Regions from separate parts of the Oryctolagus cuniculus genome. Here region 1 is linked to region 2. Evidence: chromatin contacts called from public Micro-C data. All regions are on one chromosome and are shown on one strand. Each heading gives the region's core, a stretch centred on a gene start, on an enhancer-like site or on the middle of the called end of the contact. The rest is flanking DNA. Distances are from core to core; before and after follow the strand shown.

What was found. A called contact is a pair of places that touch in the nucleus more often than the background predicts.
Region 1: a contact with region 2 is called in a Micro-C map of ear pinna, with 4 times the contacts expected there. The contact joins two enhancer-like sites. A contact is called at or near these places in 3 of 6 Hi-C or Micro-C datasets (ear pinna, psoas muscle and an unstated tissue).

What each region holds. Positions count from the first base shown.
Region 1 is chr15:38,433,505-38,436,844 of mOryCun1.1, reverse strand. CPEB3 (cytoplasmic polyadenylation element binding protein 3) reads right to left here. Exons shown (of 10, transcript XM_070057623.1): 9 at 2,028-2,209. Among named protein-coding and RNA genes, the nearest start is that of BTAF1, 140 kb to the left of the region's middle. Within about 2 kb of position 1,719, at least 3 of the 8 cell types and tissues checked have an H3K27ac peak or open chromatin away from gene starts, as enhancers often do.
Region 2 is chr15:38,149,232-38,152,480 of mOryCun1.1, reverse strand. No RefSeq gene overlaps it. Among named protein-coding and RNA genes, the nearest start is that of MARCHF5, 94 kb to the left of the region's middle. Within about 2 kb of position 1,655, at least 1 of the 8 cell types and tissues checked has an H3K27ac peak or open chromatin away from gene starts, as enhancers often do.

The DNA.
Region 1 (3,340 bases), core at 470-2,969, 280 kb before region 2:
CCTTCAAATAAATAAATAGATCTTAAAAAGGAAAAACTGAAACAAAATACCACCATTTACTCACAACATGTTTATCCTAAGCACTGGTTTTTATAATTTGATCAAATAGTCATCATAAAACATGATTTTGTTGAATATAAAAGAAAATCCATCACCAATTGAAATTTCCACCTCCTAAGAAATTTGTCTACTACACAAAATTTGTCAAAATTGATTCTAGGGAGTACAGATGAAACTTCATAATAGAACATATTTACTACTTTATTAATTCCAGTCCAGTACATGCCCCAAGAATATCCTTCACTGAAAGTATTAACAGCCACGGCACAACTGCATACGCACGTGTTCAAGATTTGGTGCTATTCTCCCATCTACTCTTTCCATCTACTAGCTTAGCTCCCAGATTAGCTCCTACCATCTTCCATTCCCCGAAGCTTCCAAATAGTGGCAGAGCTGGGATTTAAGGGATTTAAAACCATGTTTGTCCACAAAAGCTACTGGCACACAAGGAGCTGGAGAGGCTGTTAAGAGGTACAGAACTGATCTGGCTCCAGTAACTTCGACTATGTATGGTCCGGCAGAGAATTTCTTGCAGAAATTAAAAATTTTATATATATACTCCTGAAATTTAAAAGTCCAAGTTTATTTGTTCTAAGTGTGCTATGTAGTACAAGTCAACAGCTCGCAACCTTCATTAAGGCACTCTTAGCATCACTTTTTAAAAATATATAATATTTTAATATATTAACAATGTAAGGTGCAGAATAACATGATAATTATCATTTTTAGGTAAATTAAAAATATGTATATTATGGCACAGGGACAAATATTTAAGGGAAGGAAACAAGAAACTAATGTATTTGCTTTTCTGGAAGACGAACTGTTTGAGAAGGCTGTTAATTTCCATTTTTTGTTCCATTCTACAAATTTACATTTTTAACCATGTGAATTTTTAAAAAATACCAACTGGCTTATCCAAATAGACACAGTGGGTCATTTTTCTTCTTTACATGAGAAGTAAAACCAGCCTAATGTTGTTCTCATTTAATGCTGTTTGAATGTAAGAGTCTGACAGTTCCTATTCAGAATCAACCAATAATGCAGAGCACTGCTATGTAACAAAGCTAAAATTGGGAATTTCACTATTACTGGCACTTGGTCTTCACACTGTTCAGGGAATGAGGTTGTGAGATGCAAGCACACAGACAAGGAAACCAAGGCCACGAGAGCTGCAGCGAGCTGCCCTGGGCCGTACAGCTTGATAGGAGCAAGGCCAGACTTAAGAGCTCTAGCAAGACTGCTGCAAGCAATTCTTTAACCTTGGTCATTCTCAGCCTGAGGCTCTGGGAGGGGATCTGAGGAGTGCCCAGACCACAGTAGCTTGCACACCCCCTAGATCTTCTCATCTTTGCAGCTACAATCTGGAGAAGCTGGAACCTTGCACCATGGGGCTTTCACCACATACTCTGAGGCACTGTGCAAGGTAGTGACATCACACATCTGTCCCCTCAGGTCATAGTTCCAAGGGCTTACCCTGTTGACTTATCCTGGGTCCAAACCTAGATGCCCCATATCATCAGGCCCCAGGGCCATCTTCAGCACCCACCCACTCCAAGCTTCCACTGTAGAGAAATCCTGGGGAGGTGACTGAGCTACAGCCAAGGAAAAGGCAGGCCCTTCCCACACACGCCTTCTGACAAACTCTGGAGCTACAACGCCTCTGCAACGTGCAGCCCTCACTCTAGTTTCTAGCATCATCTTTCGAACAGCACTGGCTTGGTATGCTAAATTCAGCAGGGCTATTTTCATATGCGTGACATCACCCTGGAGATGGGTGAGGCAGAAGGTTCATTAACACCTTAAATACCAAGGGTGCTCTCTTTTTTAGGCAGTGAGCTCATGGACTAATGGCCATGCGAGGTAGAGCTGCTCACTTAAGACAAGGTGCTTTTCTTCCCAGGGAGCCACAGAATAGACTATTTCCTTTCCACAGCGATTCTACAATTCTGCTCTGAGTAGTTGCTTACCCGTTTGTCAATGTCATTGTGTTGGAGCTGCACAAAGCGAGCGCTGATGGCTGCAATGTAGCTCTGCTGATTGGAGAACGCCACACGGCCAGCACCCTTGGGGTACTTCAGCTCTGGGTCTGTATCAATACCAGCATAGCAGACACCACCATACAAACGGTCCATGATCATCGCCAGCTCAACTGCAAGAAAATAAAACAGAGCCAGGTGTAAATGCCTGGGAGGTACCCTTGCCTAGGAGGAGGAAGAATTACTTGAGGATCATGCAGTATAATTAAGAAAAGGAAAACCCATGTTAAGTTTCATGAAGAATGTCCACACCAGTCTCATAACTCAATCAGGGGAGAGCCTCCTATGGTATATTTAAATGAGATGAAAATAAATTAATAGTTTACAATCATACACACACAAGAGCTGCATAATCAGAACTTTAGCAACAATATAAAGGGATGATCTATCAGTAATCTATTTGTTCTAACCTCTACCTGCTTAGCCCATTAGAATGGCTCTGAGTAGGCAAAATATTTCATGATACCCTAACATGTTAATAAAAACAGTCCTACTTACTGACTTCTAGGTCTGAAACCAATTAGTAATGTCACACTGTTAGATAAAGTTACAGAAGGAATTAATTCCTTGTTTCAACTACAGTAGTTGTTTACAACCTTACTCTCTACATTTGAAAAAAAATCTGAAGATTTTTAAAGGGTGTATTCTAGTCCACTGAGCAATCTCCATAGTACCTCTCATGTTGAATTTTAAATAATACAAATAATTAACTAACAGCAGCAATGAACATTTATTGAGCACTTACAATGTTCCAGGAAGCACTAAACTGCCACAAAAGTGGTAAAACTACACTCATCCCAGACCTTGCTATAGAGTCAAAGGTCCGATCTGTATTCTTTGCCATGTTTCTTCTAAATATGCCTTCATATTGGCATATTTACAAAACATTCAAACAGTAGTCATTTAGAAACTGGACAATTCCAAAGGCCAGATATTCTAAAATCATCCCTGTTATAAAGGTACCCAGGAGAGACGTGTAATACTTACTGCATTCCAAATGGCTGAAGGCATTTGTTTACTTGATACTGGACAGCACCTCCTTTGGGTATGACCATTTCTTTCAGGTCATTTGCATGGTATTAAGTCCAAAAGATTCAGTTCTACCTCTGGGTAGTGATCCCCAAAATCCATTTCCCTCAAATACGTCCATTGTTTGGTTTATTTGGAAGGGAGAAAGTTAGATGACCTGAACTACAGCCAGGCTACAATAACCACCATGCAGAATAATTCCACAGGAATCAGTA
Region 2 (3,249 bases), core at 406-2,905:
AGGAAAGAAAGGTCTTCCTTCTGTTGGTTCACTCCCCAAATGGCCACAACGGACGCAGCTGCGCCGATCTGAAGCCAAGAGCCAGGTGCTTCCTCACGGTCTCCCATGTGGGTGCAGGGGCCCAAGCACTTGGGCCATCCTCCACTGCACTCCCGGGCCACAGCAGAGAGCTGGACTGGAAGAGGAGCAGCTGGGACTAGAACCCGGCGCCCATATGGAATGCTGATGTTGCAGGTGGAAGATTAGCCTAGTGTGGCCCCAAGAATCGGTGAATCTTAAGTCAGTGATGAATATGGAACACTCAGTCCTTGCTTAAGACCATCATAAAGTAAAAAGAACCATCTATGTAGGTAAATGACAGACACTTCCTAGGGCCCTTTTATGCCTTTCCGGGTGGAAATCAAGGAGTTTCTGGCAATATAAAAAATTAAAATCTATCAAAATGTCTTCCTGTGCAAGTCTCCCTATGATGAGGCAGAAAGTGCTGAGCAAAGACATTCAAATACACAGACACACGTGTACACACATCATACACAAACACACGTGCACACTCACAAGTACACGAGCACAATATAAACACACATACACATATATACACACACACATACAGTATGGAGACATACACACATACACAATCAGCCTTGTTCCTGGGCAAAACCGTCCAGCAGTTTCAACGTAATTTTAATGCCTTATGTATAGGTAGACAACTTTCTTATGTATTTTCTCATTTAATTCTATTAAGGACTGTAATTCACACTCTGCTGGAAAGGCTACAAATTGGTGACTTTTTAGAAAAGTTCTTGGCATAACTCCTAAAGTTGAACATGCACACTTCCACTATGACCTAATAACCTCACCCGTATGTGCACTCACAGAAATCCATGCAGGCATGTGCCCAAAGGCACAGTTAGAGAACGTTTATAGCAGCTTTATTTCTAAATAACTCAGAAGCGGGAACCTATATGCTTTTACATAGAATGGATACATCATGATATTCTCATGTGACGGAATACTTTAGTAAAACTGGAAAAAACTATAGTTACTTACACAACAAACAGGTAAATCTCACAAATGTAATTTTTCATAGACATAATACACAACGCATACCAAGGTACTCCAAAAAAGTTCATGGAAATTTTAAAATGTTTTGGTGTAAAAAACCCTTGAAGTTCAGGCATGCAAGAATTTTCAAAAAGTTCAGGAAAATGTGTTTTATTAGAACACTAAGTCAAAGATGCCCCTGAAAGATTCTCCAAAATACGCTCTCCAGCTACAGTACAGAACAAGTGCTCCAGCTCCACAGATGGAACAGAAACCTAAAATAACTGAAAAATGCAAGAAGCTTGTACTTGGTAGTCTCAGTATTTCCAATTTTATAGCTATGATAGACTGCATGAGACGGTATCTCATTTTGGCTCTTAAAATATTTTTCCAGCTTTTAATTTTTATGATATAGAACATTTGCATTTTCCTAAAAAGTTATCTCAGGTCCTTTGGTCCCATGCCCCAGAACCAGACTGCAGACAACTGCTGATCTTCTCTCCTAACAATATGTAAATGTTTTTTAAAAATTACTTACTGGAGAGTCAGAGACACCGAGTGAGCTCTCATCTGCTTGCTCCCTCTCTAGATGGCCTGCAGCCAAAGCTGGGAGCTGGGAACACAGTTCAGCCTCCCACATGGCTGCCAGGAGCCCAATTGCTGGAGCTGCCTCCTCAGACCTATATCAGCAGGAAGCCGGAGGCAGGGACGGACCCAGGTGAGAAACCCAGGCACTCCAATTCGGGTGCAGGCATCTTACCCTCTAGGCCAAACACCACCTCTGACTAGTTGTACCTCTCATTGTGGCTTTACTTTGTACTTCTGTGAGAACCAATGATCTTCAGTATCTCAATTGGACACTAACTACTGACTGCCTGTATCTTCTTTAGTGAAACATCTATTCTTTTACCAAATTCTTGAGCTGCCCTATTGTAATTTTTAGACTTCACTATATATTCTTATACTTGAGGCACTTTCAAAAGTTTGTGGAAAACAGAATTAAAGGGTAAGTTTCGGGGCAGGTGTGTAGTGCAGTGTTTGGCAACACCTGAGACACCAGCATCCCACATGGAAGTGACTGAGTTTGGGTGCCAGCTCTGCTTCTGACCCCAGCTTCCTGAAAATGCACACCCTGGGACGCAGCAGGTGATGGCTCAAGTCCCTGCCCCCCAGGTGGGAGATCTGGATGGAATTCCAGGCTCCTGGCTTTTGCTTGGCACAGCCCTGGCTGTTACGGGCATTTGAAGAATGAACAAGTGGATGGAAGGTCTCTTTCTTTCACATTAAAAAAAGAAAAATTTTGTTGCAAAAACACTTTGAAATTCATACGTAAGTTTTTTGTAATATGTATTTTCCATGAATTTTTTGGAGATATTGTGTATAGTCTTTTTTTTTTAAGATTCATTTTTTATTTATTTAAAAGGCAGAGTTACAGAGAGAGGAGAAGGAGGAGAGAAAGAGAGAAGGGGGTGGGGGGGAGAATGAATCTTCTATCCACTGGTTCACTCCCCAAATGGCTATAATGGCTGGGGTTGGGCCAGGCTGAAGCCAGGAGCCCAGGGCTTCTTTCAAGTCTTCCATGTGGATGCAGGGGCCCAAGAACTTGGGCTGTCTTCTGTTTTCCAGGGTGCATTAGCAAGGAACTGGATCAGAAGTGGAGCAGCAGGGTTTCAAACCGGTGCCCATGTGGGATGCAGACATCACAGGCAGAGGCTTAACCTGCTATACCACAATGACAGTCCCATGTATAGTTCTTTTGTGTGCTGTCTGCATTGTAAATACTTCTTCCTGGTTAGCAGCTTACCTTTTTCTTCCTTTCTTTCTTCCTTTCTTAATTTTTAAGATTTATTTGAGAGACAGAGTTACAGACAGAGAGGTCTTCCATCTGCTGGTTCACGCCCCAAATGGCCTCAACAGCAGGAGCTGGGCCAATCCAAATGCAGCCAGGAGCTTCTTCCAGGTTTCCACGTGGGTGCCGGGGCCCAAGGACTTGAGCCATCTTCCTCTGCTTCCCCAGGTGCATTAGCAGGGAGCTGGATCAGAAGTGGTGCAGCTAGGACTCCGGCGCTGGAGGCTTAACTTGGTTCCAGCTTCCCCACCAATGCAAACTGTGGGAGGCAGCAGTGGTGGTTCAAGTAGCTGGGTTCCTAGCACCCACAGCTCCCGCAGCTGTTGTGGGAATTTGGGGAGTAAGCCAGCAGATAAGAG